Regions from separate parts of the Mus musculus genome. Here region 1 is linked to region 2. Evidence: chromatin contacts called from public HiChIP or PLAC-seq data. All regions are on one chromosome and are shown on one strand. The core of a region is the stretch at or near the end of the contact, and the rest is flanking DNA. Distances in the headings are between cores, read along the strand shown. Region 1 overlaps Rhoq (ras homolog family member Q). Region 2 holds the start of Atp6v1e2 (ATPase, H+ transporting, lysosomal V1 subunit E2).

Region 1 (7,769 bases), core at 2,210-4,709, 50 kb after region 2:
TACTACTGTAATACTTGCGGTACATTTCAGTGTATGTTATTATAGTAGAATACTTAAGTGTAGAGCCCGCCTCGGTTCTCTGTGCAGACTTGTCAGTGAGAGCTACAGGAGTCACAGTGTATTGCCTCCTGCCCCCGTGTGTGTGTTTCTTTGTATGTTTTGCTATGGGATCTCACTGTGTAGCCCAGGCTGACTGAATTCCTCATCTCTCTTCGCCCCCAGAATGCTGGAGTTATAGCAGTGTGCACCACAGCCCTCTGTTTTCTTCATTTTTATTTGATTTGTTAATTGTATTATTTTTTTAAATTATTATTGAAAAAAAGGAAGAAAACCAAAGCCAAGTGGAATCACCTCACTTCACAGAGAGACAGATACATTCCTGGTTGTTCTTTTGACCCTGTAATCTAACATAGTTATCGCTATTAATCTGTGGACCGGTAAGTATAAATAATGACTTTCCCTCCCCCCCCCCCCCCCCACAGGAAGACTATGATCGTCTGAGGCCTTTATCTTACCCCATGACTGACGTCTTCCTCATATGCTTCTCCGTGGTAAATCCAGCCTCGTTTCAAAATGTAAAGGAAGAGTGGGTACCAGAGCTAAAGGAATATGCGCCAAACGTCCCCTTCTTGTTAATAGGAACTCAGGTGTGTCTGCTTTGATTTTACTCATTTAAGAAGGTCTATAGTTAGCTAGGAGGGATTGCTCTCAAGCAAGACCCTGTGACTAGCAAGTGATGTGTTAAGTAAGTTTCAAATGGGCAATTCCTCTCCTACTTCTACATTAAAATAATTCCCCCAAATTGTATTTGTATCTTTAAAATCTTATTTTGTGTATTTTTTTAATATGTGAAGACTAAATGGGACTATATGCATTGGTTTCTTTTAAAATACATATTATAGGACATTATTGATCTTTCTTAATTAGATTGATCTCCGAGATGACCCCAAAACTTTAGCAAGACTGAATGACATGAAAGAAAAACCTGTCTGTGTGGAACAAGGACAGAAACTAGCAAAAGAGGTAATGAATCCCTGCTGGGCTTAACGCAGATGTGAAGATGAGGGCTAGGCTAGAGCACTGCTGTGCCTCAGGTCCCAGCCCTATTGAGTGTTTCTCTCTCAGACCCCCATCAGCTCTGCACTGACACGAGGAAGGTCTGCTTCCCTGGCTGTAGACAAGAAAGAATGGGACCCTTTAAGTAACAGGAGCCAGAGACTTTTCAGTAAAAAATGGCAGAGCTGAGCTTCCAGCTTGAATGTTTGTCCACCTGTGCTAAGCTGACAACTATGACTTTAAAGGCACCTGTAGGAGGTAGCCGAGGCAGAGGCGGAGACTTCACATCCTTCTTAATTATTTAAACATTTGTACTGTGCCAAATTAGGCTCTGCTTTCAGCTTACACGCCTGCAGGTGCAGTTGAAGTGACATTAGGTAACAATGTAAATCTATGGTTACAGAGAAAATTATGGGTAGTTTTCTACAAAATATTTAGATACATATAATGCCTTTTAATTAAATTTACATTATTCCTTACCCCAAAGGTAGATTCTTTTCCACTTCATATGACTGACTATAAGATTACTGAATTCCTCTAATTCTTTTTTTATTTTTCCTGTTTTGGCTTTAGTAGGATTTTTGTGTAAGTGCAATCTAATAAGGTCTTTTAAACTGTGTTATGAGGAGATAGGAAGAAGCGAGAGAACTTTCTGGAGGACAGCATTTCCCCAAGGAAAGAGAAATGATTTCACCAACTCCAGGAATTCCTCGCGTTGATTTTATAATCTTGGAGAAAGGAGTAATTTCTAAATGCATAAAAGCAAAAGTTATAAATGCAGGTTATCTCAGTACATAAATACGTGCTATTACACTGGATATTAGTAATCAGATTGCTGTGTAGGGCATTAACCATAAAATGATTTAATCAGAAGATGGCATAGACCCTAGTGGAAAAGTGCTAAGAACATTCATCCGAAGTCACCAAGTCTGAGGAAACTCCAAGGAGAAAGAATAGAAACTGTGTGTTCTAGCTAGGCATAGGGGCATAGGCCTTTAATTTCAGCACTCAGGGGGCAGAGGAAGGTGGAGCTCTGTGAGTTCAAGGCTAGCTGGTCTATAGAGTAAGTTTGAGGACAGCCAGGGCTACATAGGGAAACTGTCTCAAAAAGCAAGCCAGCAAACAAAAGAAATTGTGTTTTCTTACTCGGCAGGTCTAACAACCCAGTAGAACACGTTAAGACCCTACCGTGCTCTTAGGAGACCGTAAAGGAGTGAGCACAGAGTTTAGAGTGCCAGAAGGGAATGTGTAGACTGAAGAAGCCAGGGAGATAAATTAAGGGATGGAGCAGCCCAGCAACCCTGACAGTCAACCAGTCAAGGAAACGACTAAGGTCTACACAGGGAAAGCAGTGTTCTTGCCTACCCTTGGCTTTTTAACTGCATCTTAGATATGGCAAGCATCTCCCGCATCAGTCTCGGGTTTGAACTCCTCAGGACCCCTCACTGTTCGGCCTTCACCCTCCTCCTGTTTCCCGCTGCTCTTTGTCCCAGCAATCACCAGTGTCTACTCTGTATACCTTTTCTGGCCACACAGTAGGACACCTTGACATGTCCCCAGGACCTTAACATATATCGATTATCTAATATTTGATGAATGAGTTTTCCATAAAGAAATCCAGAAGGCCATACACTAGTATTTTAACAACCGTCTCCCTCTGGGAATTGTGAAGATGCATAATAAGGTTCTTTCTATATAGCTATATTTTTAACGTGTTGTTACTGAGTTGTATAAAACCTTGATGTAACTGTGGCTTTTTCCCTCCTTCCCAGATAGGTGCATGCTGCTATGTGGAGTGTTCAGCTTTAACCCAGAAGGGTTTGAAGACTGTGTTTGATGAGGCTATCATAGCCATTTTAACTCCAAAGAAACACACAGTAAAAAAAAGAATAGGATCAAGATGTATAAACTGTTGTTTGATTACGTGAGAAACATCTTTAGTGGCCAAGGAAACTGTCCATTTCTCCCAGAAAGCATTTGAAATGCTACAGCGCTATCCTGACCTCTTACAGTGAAGCAGTTTAACTTGAGGAGGGAGGGAACCTGTCCTCAGCATTCTACAGAGTTCATTGAGAATGTTTCAGAAAGGTCTAAGCGGCAGCGAACAGCATCTGAAGCCACAATCTACTATAAATACTTTATTTCAACTAGAAGGTACAATCTCTCAGGGGTTTCATAGTTAAAAAGCTACAATCACATCATGTTGAAATGACATTTAGAAAACAACAGTGCTGTAAATGGACTGCCCGGCTTGGACCATGTAACTTCTGCACAGCCCTTATGGAATCTGCACAGAGAAATAACTTCTCTCCTTTCTCCTCTTAATTGTTCTTGTATGTAAGCTGCTTTCTATTCCAGTAGATCCAGAGTGGCGAGATAACCAGGCCAGCCACGTAGCCAAAGGTCGCTCCGAGTGTACAGGAGATGGGCCACACCTGAGGAAAGAATTGAGATCTAAACCAACCGATGCTTTATTATACTTGAGCACAAATGAAGTGTAACACAAACCTTTCTATAGTGAAGCTTAGTGTGCTTTCTTAAAGAATGCCAAGTTGAATAGATCATAACTGCTTTGATCATGAACACTAAAAATGTACACATTTTAGTTAATGTGCATTAAACAGTAACAAGGCTTCTGGCAACTGTAGATTTTAGTTTGATGTTATCCAAATTGCATGAAATACATGCTAAAGTAACGTTTAAAAATTGGGTCATAGTTTGCCATAATCCTGAACTCAGTTTAGCTCTCTGAATTAGTTGGCCATTTTCTAATTCCCACATTGGCTGTATACATCAAATGAAGTAAGTGTATAGGCTGACCGATTCTCAGAAACTCTCAGTCGTGTCAGAGGGAAGACCTGGAATCTAAGCGCGTCCTGTGGGATTTGTGGATATCTGCTTCCATAGTAAAACTGATGTCCGCTTGGAGCTGCAGCTAGCACATCCACAGCAGAAGGCACAACCCACAGCTTACGCACACACCTAGTGAGAGGCGAGCAGAGCACTGCTGCCTTCCCAAGACCCTTCCTCCAGCCACGCTACATTTCACTAAGCCAGAGATAATAATGGTGACTTTTCTTTGTAATGCCACAGACAGGGTATGTGTGGAACGTCTTGGAAACAAACTTTCATGCTCCTTTGTAAAGCTTATTTGGTGTACCGCAGCCATTTCTAACCCTTCTCCGGGGAATAGGCCATCAAAGTGTACTGCAGGCAAACCATCTTACTAACTGGCTGGAACCTCATTTGGCTTTCTTCTTCGGTCTGCTATGGATCTGCCTTATTCTAAATGCCATGCAACAGACAGTAGTGTAGACAAAGCTCCCATGGGAACCACCTCCTGCAGTGGAGGGAAGCAGATTCTAACCCAGGCATTCTTACCAGCCTTCTTTAGGTTCAAATTTGCAGTTGCTTAAACTACGACTTGTCTTTAGCAAGCTTCTGTTATCTTCCATGGTTTGTGCTTAAGCTTTGTGTATTGCACAGATTGGGTAATGGAACACTAAACATTTATACTTGAAAATGACAGCCTTAAATGTTCATACCAGTCACAAATCTAGATGTACTGTCTTGCATGTGAGCTTTGTAGGAGTTTTTAAAATATAAGCACCACACTCCCCACTTGGTAGTGGACAGTCTACTGGACAAGAGTGTTCTCCTGGAAGTGGGCACAGTATGTCTTCAGGCAGTGGTGGTTCACATTAAGTATATCATGGCCTTATGTATGCTCAAATGGGACTTCTGTAATTTTCCCATTTAGTTTTGGTCTGTTTTTAGATAGAATTGGAAGAAACTGTATAGTTAACATGAGCTAAGTTGTCAAACCTATGATCTGAAGGAACCAAGACAGTAAAGTATTATTCGTTTCCAAGTTGCCTGTGGAGATTTGATGGCTTGTTCTTTTCTTCAAATCCACATCTGTGAAACCCTTGACACTTGGTGTTGGCAATGAGTTTAAGTCAAGGACTTTCCTGCTCCAAGAGAAACGGATTCAGAATCTGAACGTGCACTGGTGTCACCTCAGTCTCCTCATGTTTGATCACGGGGACAACCTCTTGTCCCAGTCATTCATGAGCTCTGAGCACTCTCCTCCGACTGACAGCAGTCATGGCTGGCCTCCACCTTCTCCAGATGGTAAGACCTTGTACATAGACCACGTGAACTCTCGCAGACGGCTGCATCACCCGAACCTGAGGTGCCTTAGGTGCTCTATTTACCTGGATGGGGCTCGGAGTTTCCCATTGCTTGTTAAGAGCTCTTTGTGTTTGTTATTTAGTATTTCTTTTTGCAAAACCTTCTCTGCCACTTTAACCAGAAAACCAAAGATTTGTTTTCTATTCATGAGCAGATTATAGAGACACTGCCTTATTTTCAGACGCATATAGCTTCATTAATGGCTTAGGTTGCAGAAGAAATTCAGACTAGTCTCTGAAATAACTCTTTCAAACTAGTGAAATATCTGGGAAAGAAAATACTTTTCAAAAATATTTTATTAACATGAACTGTGTTAGTGAGCACACTGCTTCAAATAAGGTCATGTGTGAAAGAACATTCAGAAAGTTATAATTGGTTAGTGTTTGCATAGAAAATTTGTTCTAAAGCCCTTTAAAATTTTTAGGGAAATCTTGAAATCTTACAGCACTTACTTTGCTAATGTATGCCCTTATCTGTCCTTACAGGTACACGTAGCTTCCTCGTGGTGATTTATCATATTACATACGTAGAGCTTGAGTTCATGCTATTTGTTATAAATTATCTTAGTTACTTTAGACACTGCTTCCGTTTGATTTTTAATTATTGGTTTTAAATACCAAATTAAATGCTGGTTTGTTGGTTGTTGTTTTTAAATGATTGTTCCTTCAACAGCATCCCCTCCTGACGGATGGGGTCATAATAAAATGAGATGCGTAGTTTACTGTTTTATGTAAAGCACTGGACTTCTTACCTCAGGAGTTTTTATTTATTCCCCTTTCCTCTGCTGTGCGACTGCTCACCCCTGGCAATGTGTGAGCTCTTGCACCCCCTAAAAAGCTCTGTCAGTCAGGGTGTGGGAGAAATAACAATCCTTATGGGTCCCAGCCACATTCTGACTTGGGGTACCAAGTTCTGTTTGAATCACTCTGACTTCGGTATGGTTCACTATTCTCAAACACACACACATACATTTGCACACATTCTTTAGACACTTGCCATACTTCACTTCCAAAGAACATGAAATGAAGCAAATTCTTTTTCCAGTGTTTTCCTCCTATTAGGAGGTAAGGCTTGGACCACTCAGCCTTAATAATTCACTGTTATATAAAACTCAGAAATCCCTGTTATCAGCAAAATAAAATGTTTTAACTTTTCAAATGATTCCCTAGTGATGCCCCAGGCTTTGTGTGTAAAGCCTGCTAGGTGCTGCTGTGTCTCCTGCCATGCAATGCACAAGTCCTTTACTGTTGCCAATTCTCTTTTCTGACTGTTGTAAGATGTTTAAACCACACCACAGCACAGAAGTCTGCCTGACTTAGCCAGTCAGCCTCGTTTAATTATATTTTAATGAGACCTTAAGTTTTCCACTCAAAAATTTCCTTGTTTCACAGATAGTATTTTTATTTTCTTTATGCCACATTAAAAATCTGTAGTATCTATTAGCTAGTTCAGTTGCAGATATAAATATTTCTCCAAATTATGATAAGCTGAAATAGCTACATATAATTATTGTTTTATGTAAGGAAAACAGGAAATTGAAAACAAAAACATTCATATTAAGAAAGCCATTCACAAGGATTTGCCACCAAAGTGACATCATTTTATCTAGTTTCTTTAGTTTCAAATGTTTCTTAAAAATAACTCAATAGAAGAAACATCTCATGTTACATAACAATATAATAATGCAATGCAAGTAGATAAAATTAGTAAGGGTATCAAAGGAAAACCCTATTTTAAAAGATGAGTGGCTCCATCAGGTGAAAAGCCAGCATCCTAGTTATGCATAATGCATTCGCCTCCCATGCCAGCAGTCAGGAGAAGGATGGGTAAATCGAAGCCAACCATGATGTGGTTTTAGGGTTACTATGCTGCAATGACACACAGAATTCAAAAGCAACTTGGGGACCAAAGAAAGGGTTTTTTTTGGCTCATGCTTCCACATCACTGATGGTCATCTAAGGCAGTCTAGACAAGAACTCAAATGGGAGGAACCTGGAGGCAGGAGCTAATGCAAAGGCATGGAGGAGTGCTTGCTTCTCCTGGTGTGCTCAGCCTGCTTTCTTATAGAATTAGGGACCACCAGCCCAGGGTGGCACCACCCACAATGGGCTGGACTCTCCCACATTGATTACTAATTAAGAAAATGCCCTCCAAGTCTGTCTTTAGGGTGATCTAATAGAAGCATTTCCTCAACTGAGGTGCCCTCCTCACAGATGAAATCAGTTGGCACAGCAGCAAAACAAGGCTTTCTCTCACAGAACCCACTCTGCTGCACTCCTGTGACCTTGTACTTCAGAGGCTGGCAGGGTAACCAACGAAGGAGGCTCACCATGAGTCTGAGGCCAGCCTGGGCTACAGGGCAAGATACTATTTCAAAAACAAGACACCAAAAAGGAAAATAAAAATCCAACTCAATCAATCCCAAACTCTCCCCTCCCCATCCTGAAAAAGAAAAAAAAAAAAAAAAAAAAAAAGAAAAGCCTTGCTTTTAGGGCACCATTTATGGTCCTTCCTATAAA
Region 2 (6,958 bases), core at 1,702-4,201:
CTGCTTCTGCACGTCTATGTCAGTCAGGGCCATGGCTGCTCTCAGAAACGGGGGCAGAGGCAGGGCCTGTGGACCTTCTGGTGTCTTCAATGTAGAACAGAGTTTCCAGGGTGTTGCTAATGTCTGCTCCCTCCCTGTGCGGAACACAGAGGAGAAAAGGAGAAATCAGAGTCTGAAGGGAAGGAGACCGGAAACTGTCTCGATAGCCCTCCGTGAGTAGATACGTTAACCAATGTCCAGAGATGGGTCGTGATTTGTAGGAAGTCAATCCCGAGAAACGCAAGCTTCACCCTCTGCCATTCTGTTTCTGTTCACTCACTGTCACCCAATAGCCGCAGGTCAGGGCCGTTCTAGTCCAGAGTTCTCTCTAGGCAGCAATGACCTAAGACTCAGGTAGGAAGGCAATGGAGTGGAAATACCAAATCAATACCTAAGCATAAAGAATGGCTCAGCATGGGGCTGGAGAGAAGGCTCGGCCATTAAGACCTGAGTTCGATTCCTGGTATTCACATGGAAGCTCACAACGACCTGTAACTCTGGTCCTAGGGGATCTGACACCTCCTTACAGCCTCTGCAGGCACTGCCACACAGACGTATATACAAACAAGTCCCCCATACATACAAAATAAAAATACCCAACGATTAAAAAAAAAAATCAATGAACACATTATAGGATGAGAAGGACGGAGGGGAATCATGAGAACCTGGTAATGCAGGACTCAATCCAGGAAGACTGCTTGGAGGCAGGAGGCTTCACAAAACCTGTTATGACATGAGAGTATGGCTAAGTGAGAAAAAAAGCACTCTGGGGAGAGGCGTGGGGTTGAAGAGGCTGAAGGCAGTCTTTTCACCAGGAATGGTGTCCAAGTTTCTGTATATATTTCAATCAGCCGGTAGACCTTTAAGAAGTCTGTGTTTGAAGGTCTCACTCAGTACCTGCTGCTCCTCATACACTGTTGTCATCAAAGTCTCTGCCAGTGTCACCTGGGATTCTGCATGTTAAAAAGACTGCAAGGCTAGGGTAAGAGTGCTTGCAAACAATCCCGAGAACCTGCGTTTGATCCCTAGGACCCTAATAAAGGTGGAAGGACAGAACCGAGTTGACCTCTGACCTCTGTGAATGTGTGACAATGATAATCAGTGCACATCCTCATTCACAGACTTTTGTCATATACACGTCCTCCTCCAATGGTAATGGAGCAGGAGGAAAGAGAGAACGAGGAGGAGGAGGAAAAGGAGGCGGGGCAGGAGGAGGAGGAGGAAAAGGAGGCGGGGCAGGAGGAGGAGGAGGAAAAGGAGGAGGGGCAGAAGGAAGAGCAGGAGGAGGGGCAGGAGGAGGGGCAGGAGGAGGAGGAGCAGGAGGAGGGACAGGAGGAGGGGCAGGAGGAAAGAGAGAAAGAGGAGGAGGAGGAAAAGGAGGAAGGAAAGGAAGAGGAGGAGGAAAATCCTGGTAGAGCATTTACTTAATAAGCCCTTGACCCTGGCTTTTATCCTTGCACACCAAAATCAAACAAAACACACCAAAAAAAAAAAAAAAAAAAAAAACCCACAAAAACAAATAACCAAAAATGAAAACAGAAGACGTTAAAAGATCTTCCCTACTCGGGCCATAAAATGCTGTCCCAATGGCATGATACGGCCAAGGCACTAGTGAGCTTACAACCGCTGTAGTTGCCTGTATGGGGCCCACCTAAGACTGAACTCACGAGCATTCGGTCTTAGACAGAGGAGGGGTCAGTGGGGTCCCACACACCCAGGGAAGCTAGCGGAAGCCTGACCTGCTGCAGGACAGAAAGTCATTTCTTTAGTGATGCCGCCACCCACGAGTGACATCACTCCATCCACACCCACGTGAGTGATCTGGTTAAACTCAGTGGGTCACAAAACAAAAAACAAAGTAAAATCAACAAAACTAAAAGTCAAGAAAATATGGTGACGCTTTGGTGAGAGGACAGGAGGCACAGTGGGAGGTGTGGGCACAGAGCGTAAGGAGGGTGAAGGGATACCTGTGAGCAGAATGTATTATATACATATATGAAATTATCAAAGAAATTGATTTAAAAACTCAAATCTCATCAGGCTCAGGAAAATATATGAACAAAATAAGAATATCCAAAATATAAAAAGGACTAAATAATTTTTTAGAGCTAAAGAACAATTGAATTAGAAAGATATTCAAAGCATAAGCAGGACTACTAAGATGGCTCCGTGGGTAACAGCACTTGCCACCAAGCCTGAGGATCTGAGTTCAATCCACGGCACGCACATGGTGGAAGACCCCAGCTCTGGTCAGTTTTCCTTTAGCTTCACACCTGTGCCCTGATACACATTCACGTAATTTTAAATTCTCAAAACAGCCAGGTGTGGCAGCTCAAGCCTCTGATCCCAGCTCCTGGTGGGCAGAGGCAGGCAGATCTCTGTGAATCTAATGCCAGCCTTTCCACAGAGTAAGTCCCAGGCTGACTAGACCCACGTAGCAAGTTCCTAAATCAGATAATCTTTCTGAAAAGCATATTATTTATCTTATGTTATTTGGAGGTATACTTTTGAAAACTAAGGTTTTTTATGACTAGAGCAAAAACACTCCCTGCTCCTACACAAGACATATCGATGAAATAAGTTTTAAAAGGCTCCCCGAAAGCCGGACGTGGTGGCGCACCCAGCACTCAGGAGGCAGAGGCAGGCAGATTTCTGAGTTCGAAGCCAGCCTGGTCTACAAAGTGAGTTCCAGGGCAGCCAGGGCTATACAGAGAAACCCTGTCTTTAAAAAAAAAAAAAAAAAAAAGGCTCCCTGAGTAACTCCAAAGGTCACCAACTTTGGGAGCCACCCTAGATGAAGGGTAAGGGGTGTGAAATGTCGGACACCCGGACATGTGTGGAGGAATAGACACTCTAGCTGAGCCCTTACCACTTCCATGCCAGGAGCTGCCTTTGGTCTGGCGCCGGGAGTCTGACACAGAATGTGGAATTTGGAACGCTCACTGGAACCTGGCACTGCGGACCCTTCTGAACAGATGATTACGGCCGTCTGACCAGGCAGCTCGAATTCACAGAGCCAGTCTACCCCTTCGGAGGGCTGGCCAGCTCTGCCACAAAGAGTCCGAGAGAGGGTTCCTTGGCACCTGGACTGTGGCTGGGCTTGTCTTTCACGCTCAGAATCTCAATTAAGTAGGCACAGAGTTGGCCCCACTCTGGGGTGGGCTTCCCTTAACTGACATGTGTACAGACCCAGTCAGCCAGTTTATTAATTTACTAATGAAAAATACAGCTGCCGTGCTGGTGGGTCATGGCCTCTCTTATTTGGCCTGTGGAGCCAAATCGGAAGGCTGTTTAATGAGAAAGCCGTCTAACGACAATTCACCAGATGGTCTTTAAGAGAGCACTCCTATCACAGGCTGCTGGGCTTCTTTTCATGGTGGAGGCACTTCTCCATGCCCAGACAGGGCCAGCTTCCACCGTGCAGGCTCCACAGTGAGGCTGCCTGAAGCTCCCACCCCGCTCTTCACTGACCACGCATGTGATTTTGCTGAAGCAGCCGGATCCCCTCCCCCAGCCCCCCCAGCTTCCTCAGGAGTATAATGGAACGTGACAGCATCTACATAGCGTGGCCTTAAATGAAAGGGAGGGTTTATCATAGTGGTACGCAGAGTCGGTCTTCGTGGACGCTAATTGCCTCGGACAACCCTATTTGCCGCTTCACATTGCAGCCCCTGTTTGAACATAAAGGATCTAGAGCAGACCTGACTCTCACTAGCTTGGCCTCCTTGTTAAACTTAGTAACCCTGTCTGGAGTTCACGGACTCTTCTAACATGTCTCGGTGTCCTTGTCCCCAGTCCAGACACAGCCAGACTCTCAGAAATAGTGGGTAAAGTTCTGAATTCCGAGGCCCTGGTCTGGGGGTGAGGGTGGATCATCTCATAGCTAGTTGCAATTCCCCCTTCCTGATGCTGCAGTCCACAAGCCTTGTGGCTCCCTCCCTGGGCACCAGCATTCGTTGGTACTGGACTTGGAAGCAGCTGTGGGGTGGACTGGGCTGAAATTCAGGCCTGGATGGGCCGGGCTGAAATTCGGGGCTGGAGCAAATGTGTCTACAGGAACTCGGTATCCAGGTCACGTGTCTGGCAGATGTAACTTTCTGCCTGTCTGGGACAGAGATTATGAGCTCACACTGGCCTGTGATTTAAGCAAAACAGCAAACCAAACTGAGAAACCTCATGATTGCTTTTGCACAAGGCCTTGGAAGTGGCATTTGCCCAGCAGATCAGATCTCTAAGGCACACATAACTCCCAGCATCTACCCCACACACAATAGCAGGGTCTCTTTGCTGCTTCAGACCCCAAATGCACAAGTCCAGTTCCACTTAGCAATGTTTGTTCACACTGCTCCCTCAAGTAAAATGTTCACTTGTCTAAATCTCACCTTCACTTTCGGATCTAGTTTGAGTCACACTGCTTCTTGGGCCTCTGGGCTCCTCTTTAAAATGACACCCACAAATATAAAATCACGAATTCTGAAATGTGCCCTCCACAGTCAGTGACAGTAAGGACGACCGCAGTGCGGCCAACATTCCTTGTTTAAAAACTAACTTACTTTGTGTGGAAGTGTTTGTGTCTCAGTGGGGACAGTGACAACTCAGAGCTGAGCCCAGGTCCGGGGACCCCATCGAGGCAGGTGCAGATGGATGCTGCTTCACTGATCGGACTTGGAGTCAGGAAAAATGCTCTCTCCAATCTCTCTCTCTCTCTCTCTCTCTCTCTCTCTCTCTCTCTCTCTCATCTTCCTACATTGCAAATTACAACATACATTCAGAAAAAGTACACAGAATGCAAATGTGCAGTTTAATGAGTTATTACCAGGCAAATACTTGGAAACTATCGCTCAAGTCAAGAAATGAAGGATAAAGGGTCTCCAAGACCCCTCAGTAGGTAAAGGTGGCTGCCACCAAACCTGATGACCTGAGTTCAGTCCCTAAGGGCCACACGATGGAAGCAGAGAGCAGACCCCCACAAGTTGTCCCCTGCCTTCAGATAATGTGCATGGCATGTTCATACCAACACGCAAAAGAAAGAAATGAATCTTTTAACAAGGAATGCTGACAGCCCCACAGAAGGCCCTATCGTGACCACGGAGGGGACGTTTCAGAACTCATGATTTTGTATTTGTGGCTATGGGAAAGGTCCTAGGAGGAAGTCTAAGCTTGGAAGTCTCTTTTTCTTTAGGCCCTCACCCACGGGAAGCCGTGTCCATCCTAGGAGAGTGAGGAAATCTGCACCGAAGAGGAAGCCAGGAACCTCACCCAGGTCCTGAAGCAACCGTCCTTCATCCCGGCTGTGCCTGTAAGCATGCCTGAGGTCAGATGCCCATGGCATGGTCTTTCTACCCCTTCAAAAGGGAAGCAGGACCAGCCTCCAGTGTCCAGACACTTAGGGATTGCCAAGTAACAAAAGGAAGGGGGTTTCCCAGGGCTTGAAGCATGGGGCAACATGTAGGGCCCAAGAAGTAGGTGAAGAAATTTAGGAAATTCTTTGGGGGTGGTTTCAGAATTAAATACATGGTGGGGGGCATCCCCTTCTCTGTCTTTCAGCAAATACTGGCTGAGCAGTGTGTGAGCCACTGTGCGAGCCACTGTGCAGGGATAGGTAACAGAACAGGCAATAGAGCAGATGCCAGCTCTGGTTCCCAAAGCCTTGGTGTGATGGGAGACTCAATTTGTAAGCTGGAAATCCCAGACCAGAGGGCTGTGCCCCCGCAATGTCATAGAGCTGCATGGATGAAGGGCCCTAGGCTCAGTCCCCACCCAAGCCCATCCCAGGTTCTGTTAGTGTGCGGCCCTGCAGACAGCTCAGCCTTCAAGCGCGTGGTTTCAAAAGTTTGGGTGTTGGCAGTAAAATACAACTGGGGGAGGCAAGAGGAGGAGTGTAAATGGAAGGATGCGCAGACCTTTAGAGACAGACACTCAGACCCCTATCCCCCAAAATGAGGTTTCAGGGGATCCAGCACAGTGCCTTAATTTGGAGTAAGTCATCTGGAAAAGATAGGACATGGGTAGAAGTCACAATTGAGAATGTATCCAAATTGATAGGAATGGTCAAGACTTCATAGAGACCCAATTCTCTCTCTCTCTCTCTCTCTCTCTCTCTCTCTCTCTCTCTCTCTCAACTTTCCATTGGTTCTTCGTGACTTTCACATCATGCACCCCAATTCTATTCATCTCTCTGTCCCCCCATATCTGCTCTCTGCACTTGCAACCTCCCCTCCCTCAAAAGAAAACACAAAGAAATATAAATAATAATAATAACAAAAACCATCTCGAATGGAAGTTGTGGTGCGCCCACAGTACACTCTTTTGCTTCACTGCAAACGTTCGTTGTAATGAGTCATTAGTCAAGTCATTGTGCTGTGCTTCCAAACTCACACTGGATCCTCCCCAGGACTCCTCTTGGATGATATTCTGTTGTTGCCCCGTGTCATGGAGATCCTGCAGCTTTGGATCTGTGGAACCAGCAGCGTCTGCATTCGCTCCAGCAGATCATAGATGGGGTAGATGTTGGGGTGGGCCATCTCAAAGCCCTGGATCTAGACCCGGGTGGTGGCTGAGTTGGTCAAATCTCCTGCACCCATGCCATCAGGGCCGGGCTCTTCTGCACTGCCCAGACGAGGGGCAGGGGCAGGGGCAGGTCTATGCAGTCTTGGGACATCAACATGGTCTAGGCAAGCAGTCCAGACCAGGGGTATCCACATGGCCTTTGGTGGGTGGGTCAGGAGCCACAAACATTAACACAGACTCTTGATGCTGCTGCAGGGCCACTGATCCAGACATAACAGCAGCATGGATTGGGACGTCACAGCTTCAGGTGACAGCATAGGCTACTCACATTAGGCTATTCCTCACTACCCTCTTGGAAGACCCAGTTTTTAGGAGTGACTTGAGCCGCCCAGAAAGGCCTCTGGCTACA

What was found. HiChIP or PLAC-seq counts read pairs in DNA pulled down with a chosen protein or histone mark.
Region 1: an H3K4me3 HiChIP or PLAC-seq map of intestinal villus epithelium shows a contact between it and region 2, with 8 read pairs. The contact joins the enhancer-like site here to the promoter of Atp6v1e2 in region 2. A contact is called at or near these places in 4 of 39 promoter capture datasets (the C10 cell line, hematopoietic stem and progenitor cells, macrophages and 1 more), 4 of 484 Hi-C or Micro-C datasets (the BV-2 cell line, bone marrow-derived macrophages, natural killer cells and 1 more), 4 of 115 datasets of contacts at active chromatin or transcription factors (embryonic stem cells, heart atrium, intestinal villus epithelium and 1 more) and 3 of 9 other capture datasets (adipose tissue, embryonic stem cells and liver).

Annotation. Positions count from the first base shown.
Region 1 is chr17:86,994,077-87,001,845 of GRCm38.p6, forward strand. Rhoq (ras homolog family member Q) reads left to right here. Exons shown (of 5, transcript NM_145491.2): 3 at 483-647; 4 at 928-1,023; 5 at 2,829-5,993. The coding sequence ends at 2,984. Pigf (phosphatidylinositol glycan anchor biosynthesis, class F) reads right to left here. Exons shown (of 6, transcript NM_008838.1): 6 at 3,183-3,491. The coding sequence ends at 3,378. Among named protein-coding and RNA genes, the nearest start is that of Pigf, 27 kb to the right of the region's middle. Within about 2 kb of position 3,460, at least 5 of the 459 cell types and tissues checked have an H3K27ac peak or open chromatin away from gene starts, as enhancers often do. A contact at or near this core is called in intestinal villus epithelium, where this site is marked.
Region 2 is chr17:86,944,936-86,951,893 of GRCm38.p6, forward strand. It overlaps Atp6v1e2 (ATPase, H+ transporting, lysosomal V1 subunit E2), which reads right to left and starts at 2,952. Exons shown (of 2, transcript NM_029121.3): 1 at 2,909-2,952; 2 at 1-134. The coding sequence starts at 33. LOC115488765 (hapless 2-like) reads left to right here and starts at 5,476. Exons shown (of 3, transcript XM_030250169.1): 1 at 5,476-5,501. The coding sequence starts at 5,476.